Linked DNA regions of Mus musculus: region 1 is linked to region 2. Evidence: chromatin contacts called from public Hi-C data. All regions are on one chromosome and are shown on one strand. Each heading gives the region's core, a stretch centred on a gene start, on an enhancer-like site or on the middle of the called end of the contact. The rest is flanking DNA. Distances are from core to core; before and after follow the strand shown. Region 1 holds the start of B230216N24Rik (RIKEN cDNA B230216N24 gene). Region 2 overlaps Pam (peptidylglycine alpha-amidating monooxygenase).

Region 1 (5,144 bases), core at 858-3,357, 130 kb before region 2:
TGCCATCCTTGCGCAGGGGCCATGCTAATCGTCTCTGTATTGTTCCAATTTTAGTATATGTGCTGCCAAAGTGAGCACTTCTAGATACTTTTCAGTGTATATTCATATAAACAGAAACAGTTTGAGATGTGATTTTATAAAGGTCAGGCTAGCTTCAATGACCTTGAACTACTGAGCCTCCTGATTTACCTCCTGATTTCTGGGATTACAAAGATGAGCTGGCACACACAGTTATGAGCACGAGGGATTGAATTCAGAGGCCCTCATGAATATTACACAAGCATTCTACCTATCAGCTATATCCTCAATCCAACAGATGTTGTTGTTGTGGGTTTTTTTTTTTTAAATCATGCCATATGTGTAGAGCAATATGTTTTTTATACTTAGTGTATATGGTGTGTACATGCACATGAGCACGTGTGCATGCTATAGCATGCATGTGAAAGCAAGGAAGCAAGATAACAGTTTTCAGGAGTTGGCTCTCTCCTTCCACCATACAGGTCTGGGATGCTCAGGTTGTCAGAGCTCAGTATCAAGCAACAGACTTGACCAGCCATCTCCTTGGCTCTCAGTAGTACTCCTGCTTACCTACCATCTTGCTGAACTTGGTCTGTTTTGCTTTTCAAACAGGATCTCAGAAAGCACAGATGAAAGAACGGAAGCTTGATTGGAAAGCTCTCTCTCGTTAACTGACTTAATGGCATGCTATGTTTTCCTGAGACTACATGTTACAATTCTGCTCTCATTTTTTCTCAAGCTCTACAGGAGTGAGAACCCCCCAACTTGTCAATTAGGTTCAAAAAAAACCTCTATATTTTTTTCAGATTGGAAATTGGTACTGTTCTATTCCATTTACTGTTTTTGAAGCCACTGGTCTGGTTAGACATTTGTAAACTGTTTACTTACAAAGGAAACATTAAGAGGCAGGCGTGGCATCATCTAAATTGAAATAGAGATAATAATAGTGCCTTTGAAAGAGCTAAGATCTAAGTATATAGTACAGAGTGACAACCTTCAGTTTATATTGTGCTGTGACTGTCTTAAGGAAGACCTGCCCACTTTCTTGCTTATCCTTACAATTGCAGTAGTTACAATAAAAATTAGATCCCGGTATTGTTGAAAAACATGTCAATCAAATATGCACGGGAGAGAAAACAATAGTTTTCATACTACAGATGATAAATTATATACTTATTAAAGTGTTGCAACCGATCAGATAAGCAGAGGATATCATTATAGCCTCAGTTTGACGCTGGCACATGGTTATTTTCAGCAATTACTCTAAACCTGGTGTTGTTAAAAGGGCTTGTGTTCTCTTCAGCATGGGTGGCAGAGGCAAGGAAGAACAAAGAGTTCAAAGGAAAGCTTTATGTTCTGTGTGGCTTTCCAGGGAAGGGCATCATTACAATAGAATTTATTCTGCCTTTGACACAGACGACTTCACCAAGAAAACTGTAGCATCAAGTCCTGCTTTCCTGGCTGATTTTATCAGGGTGTAATAACTAGCCATTTCCCTGGAGGTGTTTTCTGCATAAGTGACCTGTTGGCAAGGATTTAGTGGAGCTCAGAGATTAATGGACCCACAGCTGCCACCTTCCAGAGAAATAAATAGAAAGAATCAGTTGTCATTGTTATCAGCATGCAGACATCCTAAGGCACAGATGTGGGCTTTCTTTTCAAAGTGAATCAAGCATTCACTCTCAAGGAAAAGGATATTTGTAATGCAATAATATTAATGCTTGTTAAGTGAGAGAATTATATATGAAGCTAGACTTCTGTTACCTCGGAGCATTGGGTATTGACCTATGCCTTCCTTAGAGCTCTGTGTGTGAAAAGGATGTTGCCAATGGAACGGTGTAATGACATTTGCCATTAAGAAGTCATGCTGAAATTAGTAATTCCAGAATTCACTGAGTTCTTCTGCTCTGCGTCACAGTTGCTGCCTCTGTGACAACCTTCCTTTCCTACTTAGCAAATCCAAGCCTGGTCGCTTGAGCCCCAGGAAGTTGTTAAAGCAATTAAAGGCGGCTGTCTCCCAGCACATTGCTCCGTTACCATAGTAGCCTCTGCCTCCAAGTCTCTCCTGATGATGTCAGTATGCATACACGGGTTGCTCAGAGCATCTACGTGGGGATGATTCATCCCACAATAAAGCCCCTCTCCTGTTGCTCTCCTGCCAGTGTGATTAGCAATGGAGGGTAAGTGCTTTGTTTAATATACTATTATAAGAATTACCAAATGTCTCTATTATTTTGCTTTAGGTTTCTTGTGTTCTAAAATATACTTCTAACTGAAACATAATATATAGGAACAAGCTATAAATCTGTTGTCGGGGATTGGCTAAAATTTTCCTATATATTATGTGTATGTGTGCATATGTGTGTTCACATGTAGGGGTGGGCTTATAAAAATCACTGTGAATGCACAATGTAATACCTCTTACCCCCTGATAAGCGAAACCAGCATGCACACTATAGCTTTCCTTTTAAACTGTTTGCATTCCATAAAAAAAAAAAAAACTTAACATATTTTTTACAGGTGTCATAGGGCAGCTAAGGCTCTTAGAAAGTATGTGAATTATACATTTTTTTACTGATATTTTATCCATCTTAAGTGATAATAACAGGATATGGGAAGGTATTGTCGGAAGTTCAGTGTCTACTGACAGTCATAATTGCATACTTCAATCCTACTTCCATATGTTTCTAATATTGCAGAGGAGTGAACTTGGTGCTTGATGAAATACTTACGTATGCCTCCCTTCCTGAGGCTGAGCATTTGTCTTCACATCTCTGCAAAGAGGACTGTGCAGTCTCTTATGGTGTCAGGGGGAGAGCTATGAGTGAAGAGTCCCTTCTGGAAGTTAGTTTTCTGTTTCAGCTTTTCTCCCCCAAACTGTCTCATCAAGAAATCCATAGACCTCTCTTCTCCATCACCACACCACGCATTCTGCCTGTGGTTCCTTCCCTGGATCCCCAGTAAACAATTTCAGTACATCTGGTAGTGAGCTTTAAGGAGAGTAGAAAAGGGTGATTTCTAACTGTTAGTAAATAGCTTCGCGAGAGGACAGGGGCTTGAGAATGGCTCGTACAGAGACTACCCATCCTTCAGGAAGCTGAACCTTTGTTCTGTATAGAAGTCAGGCGCATGGCTTAGTTGACAGGGACAAGAAGTGGTTTAGACTGTTTATTTCTAGAGTCTTGTATTTTTAGAATACCGTGGAATATGGTCTATATAATTTGTTTCTGGGAAATTATGTTAATGGAACATTAATGCTAGATGTAGGTTTCTATAAAGAGTAAGTAAGAAATAATGGTTGTAAGAGTATAAAGCCATACTAAAAGTTACATTCAGCTCCTTGGAACTGAAGGATGTGTCATATGTATCATAAGTGTTTATTCTTTGAATTTTCCCAGTCTTGAAACTATATTAAAACAGTGTTAAATTATACTTGCCCTTGTGTTTAATAAGTTATTCATTAATTGCTATTAGAAACTGATTCTCATAAGTAGAAGCAAATTCATCTACATTACAGTAGAGTAAATGTTGAAGAAATTGACTCAACCTAAACTGATACCATACTTGTAAAATCTCTTATTGAAATACACTCATAATGCTTGTGTTAGAAATAAAACTAATACGCTTCATGCTAAATTTTATCTTATTTTTTTCTGCTCATGTTTGCAGCAATACAACCTAATTCATTAGCTAACTGAATTCACAGTTTAAAATATATATTCAGTTTCAACTTTAAAAGTTGAAAATAGTCATTTTCCAACTTGACCGTGCTAGCCATACTCTGGGGAAAATACACTTCAGGAGTCCAGCCTTCTTCCTGTTTGAGTTAGAAGCAGTCCCAGGCTATTCAGGAAGAGTGATCTTTAAAATTGCCTTAGGAGAGGGTCTCTTTTATTTTCGTGTCATAATGAAAGTTTTAAGTTTAACAGTTACATTTGTTCTTGCTGAAGCGTGGAGATGCCAAGTCTAAAGACTTGACAGCTTGAGGTAAATGAGATATGCATGAGACATGGCAGAAAGATGATTATGTCGGCTCTCACAAGACAGATAACTGGAAGAAAATCCAAAAAAAAAAAAAATTCCAGGACATTGTATGGAGAAAATAGATGTGTAAATAAACATCTAGAGAAGACTGAAAGCTCATGTTGGGAGGAGTCAGAAAAGCACCTTCTAAGACATCATGTCCCCAACGTCTAACCTAGGTTCTAGGTTTTATATGGCACCATCTGTTCTCAGGAACATATGATCCCCAGGTTAGAACAGGACCATATTTCTCTGGTCAGTGTCTAGCCCTCCCCCTAAAAGAAGTGATCTATGTAGCATGACTGAGGTGGTCATCTAGTCTCCCGTCATTTGCTCTACCCAGTTACTACAGGACTTACAGCTTACAGGGCACTCATGTCTCACCTTAGAGTTCTGTTGGTTACAAGTCAACACAATTGAGGAAATTTTTTTCCAGGAGGCTCTGAGGAAGAATCAAGTTCCATGCCCTCACAGCTTCCAAGGCTTTGCCGGGTCATAGCCTCCCTTCCCCATTGTCAAAGCAAGCAAGAGAGGACAGATCTTTGCACTGCTATCTTTCTGCTTCTCCATAGCCAAGAAAAAAAAAAAGCTTTCTGTTTTGAAAGATGTGTGATATCCCCTAACTTGGGTCCACTTGTATAACCCAGGACAGCCTAACCATGTTGACGCCTTTAACCTCAGCCACTTGCATGGTCATTATATAGCCAACATAGCATATTCAGAGACTCCAAAGTTTAGGGCATCAGCATCTTTGTGAGCCATTATTCGGCCTACTTCAGAAGCATAACATTAAGCTCACAAATCTGATATTTTTTATATAAAGCTGTGCCAATAGAGAACACGAAATTCTGACCTAATTCACTGAATGCCGACCTCCTGAAGGATAATAAAATTCCTCAAGATAAATAGTCAGGGGAAACTGAATTAGAAAGAAATGTTTCACCAACTCCAGTGTTCAAAACCCTATGTCACATAGGTGAGGTCTATAAAGTGACACTCTTCTCACTTTCATATTTTTATTGAGAGGCTAACATCAGATCGAGTTAATTAAACAAGGATGATTAGAGACTACAAAATTCTATTACTTAAGTCATATGTGGATG
Region 2 (4,648 bases), core at 1,217-3,716:
GCAAGCAGGTCGTCCCTGAGTCCCACAGCTAGACTCGCTCAGCACACACACATACACGCAAATCAGAGTCTTTTTCCCTCTGTAGACGCTGAACTTTACTGTCAACATAATTCCTCATAGATTTTTCTAGAACTCCTGACAGAGGCTGCCTGCATTTCTCAGAGGAAATGGATAATAGGCACTGCTGCTAGCAAACACAAAGCTTGAATAATTTAATTTCTTACTGATGAGTTCATTTATATAATTCATGTTTAATAGTAGGGTAATAATGTACTGATACTTTAATATATAAGCATATAATTATTCTTACTGTAGGAGACAGATGAGAAATTTTATGTAGTAATTTTTTTCTCTTTTCTAGAAGAGTTTTTCCAGAAGAAGCTATATAAAAAGTAGAGGGACTGCTAGCATTAATATTCACAGAGCTTTACTATAACCAAAAATAGTATATCACTACTCTGATAGAAACGTGTAAGGAATAATTCTCATAATCCAGTCAATGCCATTAGATATTATCTTGTCCCTTACGTGTTAGATGGTATAGAACATTAAGTAAGCACATGGGAGAGTATCAGATCTCATTGAAATAATGAAATAGATGCTTTACATTTATTCAATTGGGGATGGATAGAAATTGAATTATAAAACTCAAGACTATCAGACTTTGGTAACCACAGTGCAGTTTAGGAGGCTTTAGAAACTAATATACTGTTTTGAAAAGCACTTTTTCCATTTCCTAAAAACATCTCATTTAGAAGTAGAACTTTTCTAAATGATTAGACATTTTTAAAATGAGGTTCAAATTTTACCATTAAAAACTGTTAATATGAAAAACTGACAATTAGCCATATAAAAGTAAATAACATTTAAACAGACTATATAGACTTTATGTCTGCTTATGTGTTTAGGAGGATTGTAAGGAACAAAGGAGACTATAATAAGAATAGGTTGCCTTTACAAAGAAAAGGCTTTGTAAATTACACCAAGTTTTGAAAAAAAATGATAATCGCTGTCTTTACAATACAATTTTCATTCCAAAAAAGAATCAGCATATTTCTCCTAAGGCTGTGCTCCTGAATGCTCTGTGCCCCCACCACATCAGCTGTCTGTCAGCAGGTCTTTGTGCACGCGGATGGACTCAGGCCCATATGAATTCCCCAAGGAGTCATTTATGTTGAACTAGGTTCTATGTAGGGTCTTTTACTTCTCTCCATAAACAATCAGAAGAGGAGAAAACAACATCCTCTGTTTATTAAAGCACATTAAGTACAGGTGTTATGTCTGTGTAACTGTGCATACAAGTACACTAGTGTACACAGTGTCAGTACTTGGATACACTAGTGTATACAGTGTCAGTACTTGGATACACTAGTGTACACAGTGTCAGTACTTGGATACACTAGTGTACACATTGTCAGTACTTGGATACACTAGTGTATACAGTGTCAGTACTTGGATACACTAGTGTACACAGTGTCAGTACTTGGATACACTAGTGTACACAGTGTCAGTACTTGGATACACTAGTGTACACAGTGTCAGTACTTGGATACACTAGTGTACACAGTGTCAGTACTTGGATACACTAGTGTACACAGTGTCAGTACTTGGATACACTAGTGTACACAGTGTCAGTACTTGGATACACTAGTGTACACAGTGTCAGTACTTGGATACACTAGTGTACACAGTGTCAGTACTTGGATACCAATGAAGTCAGTGAAGACTTTACCTTTGTAACATAAAAACTAGGCATATTTTATGTATATAAGTGATATGAACTCTCATGTATCACCCAGGAAATTTCTGTTTCCTACTGAAAAGTGGGAACATATTTGGCTTAAGTGAGTATTTTTCCATTTACAGAATTGACTTGTTTAAACAACAACAACAACAACAACAACAACAACAACAACAAAATAGGGCTGGAGAGATGGCTCAGTGCTTAAGAGCACTGACTGCTTTTCCAGAGGTCCTGAGTTCAATTCCCAGCAACCACATGGTGGCTCACAACCACCTGTAATGGGATAGGATGCCCTCTTCTGGTGTGTCTCAAGATAGCAACAGTGTACTCATATACATAAAATAAATCTTTAAAAAAAAAAACTATTTCAAAAAAAAGCAAAAAAAAAAAAAAAAAAAAAGCAAAACAAACAAAAAAACCTCCCTCAATGCAGGTGAAGTGCCTCCTTAAACTTGTGGGATCCTAGACAATCAGAGAATATAACCTTGAAGCCAGAAAGTCTGGGACTGTGATCTCTAGCAGTAGGGAAAAAGACAGGCTGTGAGCTCTGTGAGAGTATACACAATGGTTGTGTGCTTTGTAAATTACACCAAATATGAAGCGGTAAACACTCCATCTAAAAACAGCTGGCTTTTTTAAATGCCACTCACAGGCAGGCCTGTGCTGAAGCAGGATGTGCCGCCCTTCCTGCCAGCCAGTGTTTACTCTAGCACTAGTGCAAACACAGAAGTGTGTGCGCAGGAGGCCGCAGACTTCTCGGATGAGCACTCACTCCACCTTAGCTGCGTTCATTACAGTCCATAGAAACAAGGGGATACAGAATCTTTGGCTATAACTGTCCACAATGTAGAAGGGACACGTGCTATTTTTCAAGGGTCTAGACACATATACGGCACTCACTGTCCATCAGTGTTGTAAGCGATGTTCCTCCTGTGTGGTGGTTTCTGATCCCTGAGCAGCTTTGATTATTTACAGTTCAGCTGTGCACATCAGTCACTGTTGTGAGACATGTACTAATGATGCAGTGTTTCCTGTTTCACAGTCCTCAAAAGTACACCTGGACTTCCTACAGTTTAGCATGGTCTTGAGAGTATAGGTAAAGATTCGTTTTCCTGAGAGTGACGTGAGCTAATTCCTATATGCTAAATTAAAGAAATTAAATCTAGAAATCTTTTTAACTCTTCTTAATGTGAACCCTAAAAAAAAAAGTTTCTAAATTTCTGACTTATATGAGTAAAATTGGATCATACAACTTTCATGAGAGCACTTCAGGAATCATCATTCATTTATTTTTTTTCCCGCCTTTTATTGATTCTTTCTAAATTTCACATCATGCACTCAAGTCCCACTCATCTCTCCATTCCTTCATATTTACCCTCTACCTTTGCCAATTCCACCCCAAAGAAAATAAAAATATTTTTTAAAATCTCACCTATAAGCTACAGTGTATCATGGTGTGATCATTTTAAAATAGCAACATTTTCTAGAAAGCCCAAGTTTCAGCCCACTAAATACTATAAAACATTTTACATAGGGACCCTGAGAAAGCTCAGCATGTAGGAGCCTGTGCTGCCCTGGCAGAGACATGTAGATCTGTTCCCAGCATCAACATCAGGCAGCTTACAGTAGCCTGTAACTCTGTATTCAGCCTGACCTCTAAGGCATCTGTTTCATGTGCAAAGAGAAACAAGCACGCAATGTAATTAGGTAAAATTTTAAGTTAAAAAAAAATTGGCTAGATGTCATCACAGAATATATGATGTGTTTTTGAAGTTAAATCAGATATGGTGTGTCATATGCCTACTGTAAATGCCAATATGAAGCCTATTGACCATAACTGTTAACTCAAAATCTTCTTACCCACTCTGTACTTTTCTTCATGATTTTGGTGTAGCTTGCCAAACAGTAACTCTTGTGCTATGACAGTACAGAGGCTTTTGCCATGGATCTGGGCATATTGATGGAGTCTACTTGCTTCCCTCTTCCTTTGTTGTCAAACTACAACTTAAATGCTTATGTCATTTCCAATAATGCATTCCATGCAGGCAAAGATTAAGTACATGTCTTTATGTAATTTCCTGTAAAATAAAAGTATGTGCAAATAAAAGAATAGTTAAAAGAATAATTACATTACCTAATAATGTAAGCAGGTAAACGAGGGGACTGTAAAACAACCATGATCATGCCTACTTTATTATTTTAGTATAGTGTGTCTCTCTCTCAGGGTAGATGCATGTGATTGCAGCTGCCTTTGGAGGCCAGCAGAGAGCATTGGGTCCCTGTGAGGCACTCAATATGCTGAGAACCAAACTGGGGTACCCTGCAAGAGCAGCTCATGCTGTCACCCACTGAGCCATCCCTCTGGGCCCCAGTCACGTGTACTTTAGAAGGTTTTTAACCTGTAAGACTGGTTTCCTATAGCAACCCTTCTCCCGTATTCTAATTTTGAGCTTTAGATTTGGTCGCTTGGCGCCTACGTTTCATTTCATTTAGCTTCTCTGTGAATGTAAAGTTAATGGAGTTGGAACCTCTGTGGGGAGCTGTCTGTATAAAATTATGGCAACATGAAAGTCTGGACTTGGTTGCCTTCAGACTAGGCTTTTCCGCGCTCTCCAGTTTTTTCCACCATGCCAGTGATCCATCCAGGTGTGGCTTCTCCTTCTCTTAGTTTTAGACAATGAATGCCCCCCAAGCATAGTCAGTAGGTGCACAAATGCATGCACATCCAAGAGGAAGCTGCTTTGCCACACTGAAGGAACAGAGCAAGTGCGTAGGGATGGTAGGAGCGGCAGCATGAAGTGAAACAGGATTTGAAAAGAATTCTAATTCCCCTGGTTCCAGCTATCTCCAGCTCTTGCAACGTTATGGCCACAGGGGTATTGGGAAGAAGCTTTGAAATTGTGA

What was found. Hi-C and Micro-C count contacts between places; a contact is called where the count stands out from the background.
Region 1: a contact with region 2 is called in a Hi-C map of pancreatic cancer cells, with 2.9 times the contacts expected there. The contact joins the promoter of B230216N24Rik here to the enhancer-like site in region 2. A contact is called at or near these places in 3 of 484 Hi-C or Micro-C datasets (embryonic stem cells, pancreatic cancer cells and trophoblast stem cells), 1 of 115 datasets of contacts at active chromatin or transcription factors (pancreatic cancer cells) and 2 of 9 other capture datasets (adipose tissue and pancreatic islet).

The regions. Positions count from the first base shown.
Region 1 is chr1:98,044,756-98,049,899 of GRCm38.p6, reverse strand. B230216N24Rik (RIKEN cDNA B230216N24 gene) reads left to right here and starts at 2,107. Exons shown (of 3, transcript NR_037993.1): 1 at 2,107-2,198. All of the region lies in intron 1 of Pam (peptidylglycine alpha-amidating monooxygenase), which reads left to right. It overlaps Gm24465 (a small nuclear RNA gene), which reads right to left and starts at 78; the gene lies at 1-78.
Region 2 is chr1:97,916,484-97,921,131 of GRCm38.p6, reverse strand. The region is part of intron 7 of Pam (peptidylglycine alpha-amidating monooxygenase); the gene reads left to right. All of the region lies in intron 1 of Gm31771 (a long non-coding RNA gene), which reads right to left. Among named protein-coding and RNA genes, the nearest start is that of Gm31771, 7.7 kb to the right of the region's middle. Within about 2 kb of position 2,466, at least 44 of the 459 cell types and tissues checked have an H3K27ac peak or open chromatin away from gene starts, as enhancers often do. A contact at or near this core is called in pancreatic cancer cells and pancreatic islet, where this site is marked.